Linked DNA regions of Oryctolagus cuniculus: region 2 is linked to region 1. A link is a contact called in public Hi-C data. All regions are on one chromosome and are shown on one strand. The core of a region is the stretch at or near the end of the contact, and the rest is flanking DNA. Distances in the headings are between cores, read along the strand shown. Region 1 has its middle 23 kb from the start of TNS4. Region 2 overlaps CDC6 (cell division cycle 6).

Region 1 (5,082 bases), core at 2,182-4,681:
CACAGTACCGGGTGCCAGGGGGAACACGGGGACAAGAGCCAGACTCTGCCTCGAAGGAGCTCTTCTCTGCCAGGGGCCAGCGGCAGGTGCACAGCTCCCTCTGTTGCAGACTGGAGCCAAGACAGAGGTGTGAACGGGGGCTGGGGTGTACCGAGGACGGAGCAGGTTGTCTTCTGGAATGTCGGAGCAGACTTTGTACCCACGGGGATGCCTCATCTGCCCCTTGAAGAATGAGTAGAGCTCCCACAGCTGGGAGGGGGTGGGGGTGATGTACCCTGAACACAGTGGGACATGGTCCAGTATTGGGGGGGGGCAGCAATCAGCACTCACTGCGCACCTATTAACTACCAAACTCTGTGCTAGGTGCTTTGCGCGTGTATCATCTCATTTAACCCCTGCAGCACTCTAACAAGGTAGGTACCGGTACCGACGAGGGACCCAACTTTGGAGAGAACAAATGGTCGAACTTGTATTTGCATCAGCTTTGTTTGAATTCCATGCTCCTCCCTCCCCCAGGCCAGTGGTTTCCTGAGTGTATTCTATAAAACTCTCAGGGTTCCTGGAGTGCTTTAAGGGCATGTCTGATTTTAATCTCATATTTAAAATACAATCAACACACACTGGAATGTGTTACCTAACAGAAAAAGCTTCCATCCATTTCTGCATATTCTTGGGTTTCTTGTAAGTGATTAGAGAGACAGCGTGGTGTTGGGGGGGGGGGCGTGTCTCTCCGTGTGCAGCTGTGAAGGGCTCACCAAGCAGGTGGGATTCGGAATCCCAGGGGCCTGACTCAAGCCACGTGAATCCTTCCGAAGAGAAACTGGGCCCCCTGTGCTCTAAAGAAATCTCAAAATTCCTGGAGGAGTGGCTTGAGGATGCTGACGTGGGGGAGGGAGCGGAGTAGAAGAAGCTGCGGTCTGGAATGCACGCGGCGGGGTGGGGGCTGACCCTGTTCCTCCTCCTCCCCCCGCCCCCAAGAGGCCTGGAGAAGCCTAGGATCCGGCCACCGGCCGTGCTGACTGCCTGCGGAGTAGAACTCCGAGGGGCTGTGCGGCTTAGAAGGGGGGTGGGGGCGGAACCAGGAACTTCCTGAGCCGCGTTTGTACAAGGCTCAGCCAGTGTTTGCTTTGCCCCCTCCCCCTCCCAGATGGAGGGTCTTTAAAGGAGTTAAAGTGTCTGAGAGAGACCAGGGCAGCAGGGTTCTGAGGTGCTGTTTAGAGCGAAGCCTGTTGTAGGCTGGTATTTAGGAGTCCTGAGACCCAGAGACCAGCTCGCTCTGAAACAGGCTGTCCTCCTATGCGCGTTACAGAGCTGCCAGGAAACTTTCCTGTCTTAGTTACCAGCAGAAACCAAAAGCCAGAAGCTATTAGAGGAAGGCTGAAATATGACTTAGAAAGACGAAGCTACATAAACTGAAAATAAGACCTTTGAGGAAACACACAGATCGTAGGCAGAAGAGACCGTAAAGCATTCGCAAGAAGGCACTGGAGCTATAAAACAGTGCTATGAAAAAAGAACGGTTAGAAAACAAAAAAAGCCCTTGGACATAACAGTGTCATTAAAATTCAGTGCAAAAGTGGAAAGTTAAGGTCAAGGCAATCTCTCAGAAAATGAGGCAATTGGGGAAAGAAACAATTTTATTAGAGAAAAGATAAGAGATGGAAAAAAGTCAACACAGGAGGTCCATGATTAAATAAAAAGTATTTCTGGGAGAGAAAGCAGGGGAAGGGAATTTTCAAATAAATAATTGAACCGAATTTCGCAGACCAAAAACATTCAAGCCCTCTGACACACAGGGCTCATCAAGCCCCAGCATAAAGAACAAACGTGGGGGCTGGTGTCATGGTGCAGCGGGTTCAGCTGTCACCTGTGACCTGGCGTCCCATATGAGTATGTTGGAGTCCCAGCTGCTCCACTTCCAATCCAGCTCCCTGCCAATGCATCTGGGAAAGCAGTGGAGGAAGGCACAAGTGCTTGGGCCCCTGCACCCACATGGGAGAGCTGGATGAAGTTCCAGGCGTCTGGCTTTGGTCTGGCTCAGCCTTGGCTGTTGCGGCCATCTGGGGAGTTAACCAACAGATGGAGGACCCCCCCCGCTCCCGTGCCACAACTCTTTCAAATAAGTAAATAAACAAAATCTTTTTTTAAAAAAGAACATACATGGTTTTGAGATTCCAGAATACCCTGGAAATATAAGAAGACTCTAAAATTTCCAGAGAGAGAACAGTCACCTACAAAGAAAGAAAAATCAGAAATTCACAGTGTTTCCCACTAGCACAATGGAGCAAAGACTGTAAGTTTCTGTGGCACAGTCACTTAAGGAAAAATTCAGTACTCAGCTAAACTGTCCCCTGAGGATGACTGCAGGTCAAAGATGTCTTAAGATACTTAGGGACAGGGCCAGCACTATGGCATAGTGGGCTAAGCCTCCACTTGCAGTGCCGGTTTCCCATATGGGCATCGGTTCTAGTCCTGGCTATTCATCTTCCAACCCAGCTCTCTGCTATGGCCTGGGAAAGCAGTGGAAGATGGCCTAAGTCCTTGAGCCCCTACACCCGCATGGGAGACCTGGAAGAAGCTCCCGGCTCCTGGTTTCGGACTGGCCCAGCTCTGGCCGCTGTGGCCATTTGGGGAGTGAACCAGCAGATGGAAGATCTCTCTCTCTCTGTCTCTCCTCCTCTTTCTGTAACTCTGCTTCTTAAATAAATAAATACAATGTTAAAAACAAAATATACGTAAGGCCTAAGAAAGTGCACTTCTGACATACTCTTTGGAACTTATTTGGCCAAGAGCTGTAACAGAACAAAGGGAGAGGGAATTAGCTTAGTGTGCTGTGTTAATACATCAAGCAGCTTGTTGAGGGTGTGTTTTCTGTTAGGTTTAGGAAGCAGGGTTATGCCTTTCTGTAAACTGAACTAAGCTTTCAATCTTTTTATGTTCCAAAAGTGCACAGGGAATTCTCTCTTTCTTGAGTGTTTTCCAAAACAAACAAAGTCCCAAGCCTTGCTTTAAGAGCAATTCTTTGACAATATTTTCTGGGTTTTCTTTCATCGTTGTTTTGTGAAGTTTGTGCTTTGTGGCAGGTCCTGCGGCCAGCCAGTATCCATCCGCCTCCTTCCTTCACGTGGAAGAATCCACGTTTGCCAAGTTAAAAAATAAACGTCATTGGCTGCCTTCCAGAGGGGTGGCGCAGATGACACAATGCTGACCAATGAGAGGATAGCACAGACTTACTGAGTGGGAGTTTGGGAAAAGCCATTGTTTTCCTGATAAAAGGGATGGGCTTAGCCCTACCTTTGTCTTCCGAGCCCCTGCCAGGAACGTAGAGACACCTGGAAGTGCAGGTGGGATCTCATGAGCATCCAGACAAAAGGCGTTTGCTAAGGATTCCGGGGCAGAAGGACAGGAGTCCTGGTCCCTGGCGGCGTCACGGAACTTCCCACCAACCCAGGTCTGCCTGGATTTCCTGTTACACACGAAAAATGTATCCCTGAAGCTTCCATGACTGACTTGTTCAATTTTCTGTTACTTGCAGTAAACTCACGATCAGAGCTGCAGAAAAGTTTTTCAGTTTTATGAAAAAGTATTGGGTGAGTCAGAGGCCATCATTAAGGGGGGTAACTTTCTCCCTTCTGTTATCAGCCCCCAAACCAGAAACTGACAGCCTCTCAGAAGTACTGGGCAGAAATCTTTCAACTTTCTTGGTAACCCCTTCTTGGGTTTCTCACTGAGAGGAGGCGGTCACGCCTGGGTGGGCGTGGCCTGGGTTGGGGTGGGCGTGGCCTGCTCCTGGTGCTGTCTGGACCCGCCTTCACTCCAGCAGCACGTTCCATCCCTGCTCCTGTCTCCTGCAGGCTGCACCCAGCAGGCCGGGCCCAGCCTCTGCTTACAGGGCTTCAGTGGTACGGCTGCTGTGCCCTGAGTGGGAGGGCTGTGGGGAGGGACTGGGAAGGCCATGTGGGCTTTGGGCCTTAGCCACTTCCCCGGGTCCATCTGGAGCAGCAATAAAGCTGACATTTTAATCTCCCCTTGTCTCCAGTGACCACTCCTCAGCTGGATCAGAGCTCAGAGAGGTGAGGGGTGAGATGAACCCCCACCCACGGCCCCCAACATCTGCTGAACGCGTGCCCCAGAGGGAAAAGGCAAAGTTAGATGAAAACACTGGTTTATAACTTTTAGTAATTATTAGACAACCTTTCTCTCTACTTAGCTGTTTATATGTCTTTTGATCTTACTATAAAATGTATATCATGTTATTATTTTTCAAGGTAAGGGCCTGGACCGAGAAAGACAAGTCTCTTCTAGTCCTGGCTGCACTAACTTGCTCGGTGGCATGAATTTTTTCTAGCTTCAACTTTTTTTTTTTTTTTAAAGATTTAATTAATTTATTCTGAAAGAGTTACAAGAGAGGTAGAGACAGAGAGAGGGTTCTTCCATCTGCCAGTTCACTCCCCAAGTGGCTGCAATGGCCAGAGCTGAGCTGATCTGAAGCCAGAAGCCAGGAGCTTCTATCAGGTCTCCCACGTGGGTCAGGGACCCAAGCACTTGGGTCATCTTCTACTGCTTTCCCAGGTCATAGCAGAGAGCTGGATCAGAAATGGAGCAACTGGGACTCGAACCGGTGCCTACATGGAATGCTGGCTCTGCAGGCAGGGGCTTTAACCCACTGTGCCACAGAGCTGGCCCCTCTAGCTTCAATTTTTTTTAAAAAAAGATTATTTAGTTTGTCTGAAGGGCAGAGTTGCAGAGAGTGGGGACAGGTTGGCAGACACAGAGAGACAGACAGAGAGACAGAGGGATCTTTTATCTGCTGGTTTACTCCCCAAATGGCCTCAATGGTCTGTCCAGTCCAGGCCAAAGCCAGGAGCCTGGAACTCCATCTGGGTCTCCTTCATGGGTGCAAGGTCCCCAGAACTTCGGTCATCTTCCGCTGCTTTCCCAGGTGCAATAGCAGGGAGCTGGATCAGAAGCAGAGCAACTTGGACTTGAACCTGTGCTCATATGGAGTGTTGGTGTCATAGGCGACAGCTTAACCCACTGCATCACCCCAGACCCTCTCGCTTCAATTCTACCAGTTGTGTA
Region 2 (5,318 bases), core at 433-2,932, 180 kb before region 1:
CAGGAACTCAAGTAAGTACTTGGGCCATCACCTGCTTCTTCCCAGGCACATTAGCAGGGAGTTGTTCAGAAGCCAAGTTGCCAGGACTCAAACTGGTGCTCATGGAATGTAGGCGTCCCAAGCAGTGTCTTAACCTGCTGTATCACATTACTCACCTCTTTATTTATTTATTTAAGATTTATGTATTTCAGAGTCAGATATCTTCCATCTGCTGGTTCATTCCCTGGATGGCTGCAACAGCCAGGGCTGAGCCTGAGTCTCCTACCTGGGTGCAGGGGCCCAGGGACTTGCGCCATCTTCTGCTGCTTTTCCCAGGCCAGCAGGGTAGTGGATCAGAAGTGGAGCAGCCAGTACAGGAACTGGCACCTATGTGGGATGTCGGCGTTGTACAGGCAGCAACTTTACCCACTATATGACAGCCCCTCCTGTGTGTATTTTTATCTGTCCCCAGCACTTAGTATACTGCAACAGGTAGATATTCAGAGACTGTTGAATGAGCAGATAAATGAGCCAGGTAAGATACTGCCTTTCCTTGTATCAGAGGACAGTCTGAGCTGGAGGGAGACATTGTTGGTACGTTTACATTGAGATGGAACAGGCTCCTGCCAAAGAGGGTGCTCCCTCTTCCAACATGTGTCAGGGCAGAGTTGTGGGGCATTTACTGGCTGCCCAGATGTGTTCCAGTCACTCCTAATGTAGTGGTTATTGTGCTTGAAGCAACTTCCATGTTGCTCATGAGAAACTATGGGGAGAGTCTTGCCCATTGGTCGGGAAGGGGGGTACCTGTTTGGATAGCACCTAGTCCCTAGAGATTGGCCCAAAACTGCCTCCAGTTGGTAAGGGATTAGGGAAGAACTCACCTTTGATGTCTCGCTTTTTAACTTTTGGGGAAAGCTGTGATCTCAGATCCCTCCTGTACAAACAAGGTGCCCTCTAAGACGTAATCCTCTTAAGCCCGGAACAGTGCAGGTCTTCCTCTTCTCAGAGGTGCGTTCTGTAGGGGAGAAGCTGTGCCCTCTGGCTTCCCCTTGATTTTTCAACCCCAGCCCCAAGGCAGTGGCTGTAGAAGCTAATTGGGTGCAAGGGGCATGGGTAAAGGCTGAAGACTGGCAAAAGGAAAGAGCCAACTCCGTTTTTTAAAAAGCTCTAATTGAGTTCTGAATCAGCCTCACTCCCTTTGATCCCTCCTCTGTTTCCCACACTGCCTGAAAGAGCTAGATCAGCACTTTATAACAAGGGTGCGCCTGCTCCCCGCACTGCCCCCCCTCTCCTGACGCTCTCTGCTGCCGCCATCCACTGCTTGTCTCCTTCAGTTAAGATAATGAAGATGCTGAGAGATAAAATGTGTATTTAATAAGGGTGGGGGTAGGGAGGCAGAAAGGGGCAGCCAGGGCCTTTCCTAGTTTGGGGCCTCGCCAAGAAGCTGAAAGCAAAGCTAGAGTAAGACTTGGCCCCAGGGTGTGGGGGTTTCTGGGCCTCAATCCAGCTGACTTCACTGCCTGCTGTTTGCCCTAAATTCCCCCACCTCCACCCTCTCACCCCCACACTCCTTTCTCTCCTCTGGATCCCAATGGGAAAAAGAGAGTCTTGCTTCGATTTTCTTTTCAGCTGGTAACATAGCCTGTGCTGCGATGCCCCCCATCCCAGAGTCAGCTGCAAGGTCGGGCTAGGGCAGCCCCCTCTAGCCTAGGCCTGTAGAAGCTGTGGGTTCACAGTGGGGGGTGAAAAAGCTGGAGTTAATGAAGACCAGCTGCTCGTCTGGGTTCTGCCTCCTGCTAGCTGGAGGCCAGCCTTTGGTGGTGGTTAGAGGTTGGGGGGAGGGTGACCTCCATCCATGGGCACAAGGATATCCTGTGGCAGCTAGCCTTGTGCTTCTCTCTGGGCTTGGTTTTCTCCTTAGTTTGTCAGAGAGTAGTCTGTTTCCCTCTTCCCCTACTCCTCCCCTCCCAAGTAACACTCAGCCCTTATTGAGCTTTATAACTGTAGTGGTGGCCCAGCTGAGATCTGAGGATCTCCAAGCCCTTTTGTAAACACTCATTAACTGCCTGGGAAGAACCGAGAGTCCTGTTTAACAGCTGGGAGAGAACTGAGGCACTTTAGGGTGAAAGGGTTGACCTAAGCTCACCCCACGGACTCCACCCTGGGGCCCTGGGTCCTTACTGACTAGCTCCTTTCCCTGGTTCTTCCTGCAAGACTGCAAGAGGTGGGGGCAGTGCTGCTGCCCCCTCCCCTGCCTCAAGTCTGTCCTGGACGTTCCCTGACCTTTACCCCATGACATTTTCCCTGCTCTGCTGCTGGAGATAACCTGCAACTCTCCTTACAAAATGATCTCAATCCACACTCCGAACTTCTCTATTCACCTTCTTCCCCTTGCCCACCTGGCCTACCTAACCTGAATTCTCATTCTGAGCTGCTCAGAAGGCTGATCTGTTAAGTCTTTCTGCCCCCTGCATTTGTCAAATGGTACCTGAGAAAACACTGTCTGTCTTTAACTTGTACGTTCTGGTAATAAAGACTCAGGCACTGTTGGGGGTTGGGTAGGGGTGCTGGTTGACCTCTTGCCTCTACATCCTGTTCTCCCATTGATGATTGCCATTTCCGGTCATCCTTGCAACCCAAAGAACGTTTTACCCCTTCTCCCCCAGCCTCACGTGCTCAGACTCTGGCCTACATATTTGCATGCTCCATACATTCCCAAATACACACATCGCAGTCTAAATGTATAAAACTACCAATTTCCAACTGCCATCTAAGTCATCCTGTCCTTTATTTGCTGAAAATTGAGGTCTATCCCCCTGGGATGGTGTCCTAGGTACTTAGGGGTGACTGGGAGGAATGAGGAGACTGCTCTAATCTGTGAGGAAGAGGGCGAGAGTGAACACCTGTTGAAAATGTATGAAGGAGATCCTAACCCCATCTCTAGCACCAAAACCCACATCCATCTGCTCAGGGTTGGCAGGAAGAAACGATTTCTTCCTGTCCTAGCTGAAGTCATCCATATGCTGTATATGAGACTAGGGACTGCCTGGTCCCAACCTGGGACTCAGACCCCCATCTTGCTTCCAGCGGGTATTTCTCTCCTGTCCTCAGCTCTGCACTGGCTGACCTAGTCAGAGCTGGTAGAAGAGGGCGGGGAGTGTCTACCAGTTAGACAGTGGGCTTTAGGACCCAACGGGAGCCTGTGTCTCTTGCAGCAGCCTAACCCAGAAGCAGGGGGGAATCCTGAATCGAGCTGAGGGCTTCCCTGGTTCTCCTGGGAACCCCCTCGCCCCCTGCCAGCACACACCTGAGCAGGTAGGATCATGCGCACCCCTTCCCAATTCTCCCTCTGCCGCCTTTCGCCCCGACCTCTCTGCTCTTAGATCTTGCCGTTTCCCTCTTCGCCAGTTCAGGCTTTCCCCATCCCTCCTCCCCCGTCTCGCCCTGTAGTCCTGGGAGGTGGGAGCCCTGGAACAGCGGGGTGTCTAGAAGCTCAGCCTCTGCACCCTCCAGCAGCCTCCCTGCTTTTCTTCTGAGGCATTCCCCATTCTCGAGCCAAGAATGGAAAGGGGGTGGGGGGAGTCTGCCCAGGCCCCACGCCCTTGCACCCTCCTTTGCAGTATTGCCTAATACCCCTTCCCCCACCTCACCTAGACTGGAGAATTGGCAAGTGATGGTGGAATAGCCAGAGACAGCCAGAGGGGCACAGGAGCCTTCCTGAACGATTGCTTCCTCTCTGCTTCCCATTCCAAGGAGCCCAGGACTTTGCCCCTACTCATACTGATGTCCCCTTCTAGGTTTGTCTCCCGTTTGGACAGCCAAGGCTTTGCTGGAGGGTAGGAGAGGTTATGAGCATTTTGGTGGCCTTTTCCTACAGGGAAAGTGCTTTGAGCTTATAGCCCCCATCCCTCCCATCACCTCCACACTTATTACCAAAAAAACCCCCTTCCCCTTGTATGTGTGTGGGTATGTGTTGTCCATGTGATTGTAAGGTCCATAAATTTGGATAGAGGTCACTTCGAGCATCCAAGGGTAGAGATTCAAGAGTGTGGCCCAGACCAGGACAGGCCCTGTCCAGATGGCTGGAGCAGGGGTATGGACCAGACTGGGAGGTTGCCCAGCAATGTCGCCTCCCGGGGCTCCCAGTTTACCCTTGAGCTGAGAGGTCCCCAAGCTTCTGCCCTCCTGCAAGCTCTAGGAGAGAGCTGGACGGTGCCTATTGCTTCTGGTGGTTTGTTTGTCCTCCTGTGGTGGGCTGACAGGCCCTGCCCTCTGAAGATCTAGGGCATCTCGTTCTGGTTTGGTGGGTTGACAGGAAGGGTGTATGACTTGTCCAAGTAACTGTGTATCTTGCCTGGTGGGTAGTAGCTTAGGAGGAGGGAATGACTGAAGAAACTGGTCACAGCTTGAGCGAAGCCCTCTAGCTCTCAATGTGTGGTGTGGGTGGGCGCCATATGCCCCTCTGGAAACTCAGTCTAGGGTGGAGAATGCTCTGTATTCCTCCATGTCTCCCTGGGTCCCTTAAAAGTTGGTTTTGAAGGAAAGGATGCTTCATAGAGTAGCTCCTTAGCTTTGCTCTTGACTGCAGAAGGGAAGTAGATTCTGACTGTGAGCAGAGGCCTGGATTTCACTCTCCCCAGGGTCACTTAACTGTGTACATGTGTTATCTTTCTCTTCCCTAAGTCACAGGTTCTTCATTTATGAAAATGGCTATCAATAACGAGCCCTGCTTGTCTGACAGGGACAGTGCCATAAAGAGCCTATGTGAAAATGCATTATAATGCCCGGGACAAATAGTGGTTGTGGTGGGGTGTATGTGTGTGTGTGTGCAGGGGGGAGGTGGTAGATGGGTTCCTTTTCCTAAATCTAGGTCAATTCAATTCTGCCTTCATTCTCCTTCCCCCATCCTTGCCCATCTAGGGGATGGTAGAACCAGGCAGGGCTGATGCCCCAGGTACTGCAGAATTCCCCTAACATGGGTTGTAGCTGTCGCCGGAGAGTCTATGGTTTGCCCATCAGGCTTTTCTTCCTCTGGGGCTCTACATCTTCTCCCCTGAGCTTTGTCTCCACCTTCTTTCTGTCATCCCTGCCCGGCGTCCTTGTCTCTGTCTCTCCCCTGCCCAGTGGCCTCCTTGTCCGGCTCACTGGGCAGGAGCCCTAATCGGATTCGACAGCTGAGATATGTGTGGCGGCTGAGAGCAGGCGGGAGGGAAGCCAGTGGGAGGGTGGTGTGAGGGCTGCCCCTGGCACTGCCCGCGCCTCCTGAACACCACCCCGGGCCTGCTGACTCCTCACTTGGCGTGGCCCCAGGGATGGGGGCCAGAGGAAGCTCAGGAATG

What was found. A called contact is a pair of places that touch in the nucleus more often than the background predicts.
Region 2: a contact with region 1 is called in a Hi-C map of an unstated tissue, with 2.9 times the contacts expected there. The contact joins two enhancer-like sites. A contact is called at or near these places in 3 of 6 Hi-C or Micro-C datasets (liver, skin fibroblasts and an unstated tissue).

The regions. Positions count from the first base shown.
Region 1 is chr17:21,983,135-21,988,216 of mOryCun1.1, reverse strand. No RefSeq gene overlaps it. Among named protein-coding and RNA genes, the nearest start is that of TNS4, 23 kb to the left of the region's middle. Within about 2 kb of position 3,431, at least 2 of the 8 cell types and tissues checked have an H3K27ac peak or open chromatin away from gene starts, as enhancers often do.
Region 2 is chr17:22,161,480-22,166,797 of mOryCun1.1, reverse strand. The region is part of intron 12 of CDC6 (cell division cycle 6); the gene reads left to right. Among named protein-coding and RNA genes, the nearest start is that of RARA, 22 kb to the right of the region's middle. Within about 2 kb of position 1,682, at least 2 of the 8 cell types and tissues checked have an H3K27ac peak or open chromatin away from gene starts, as enhancers often do.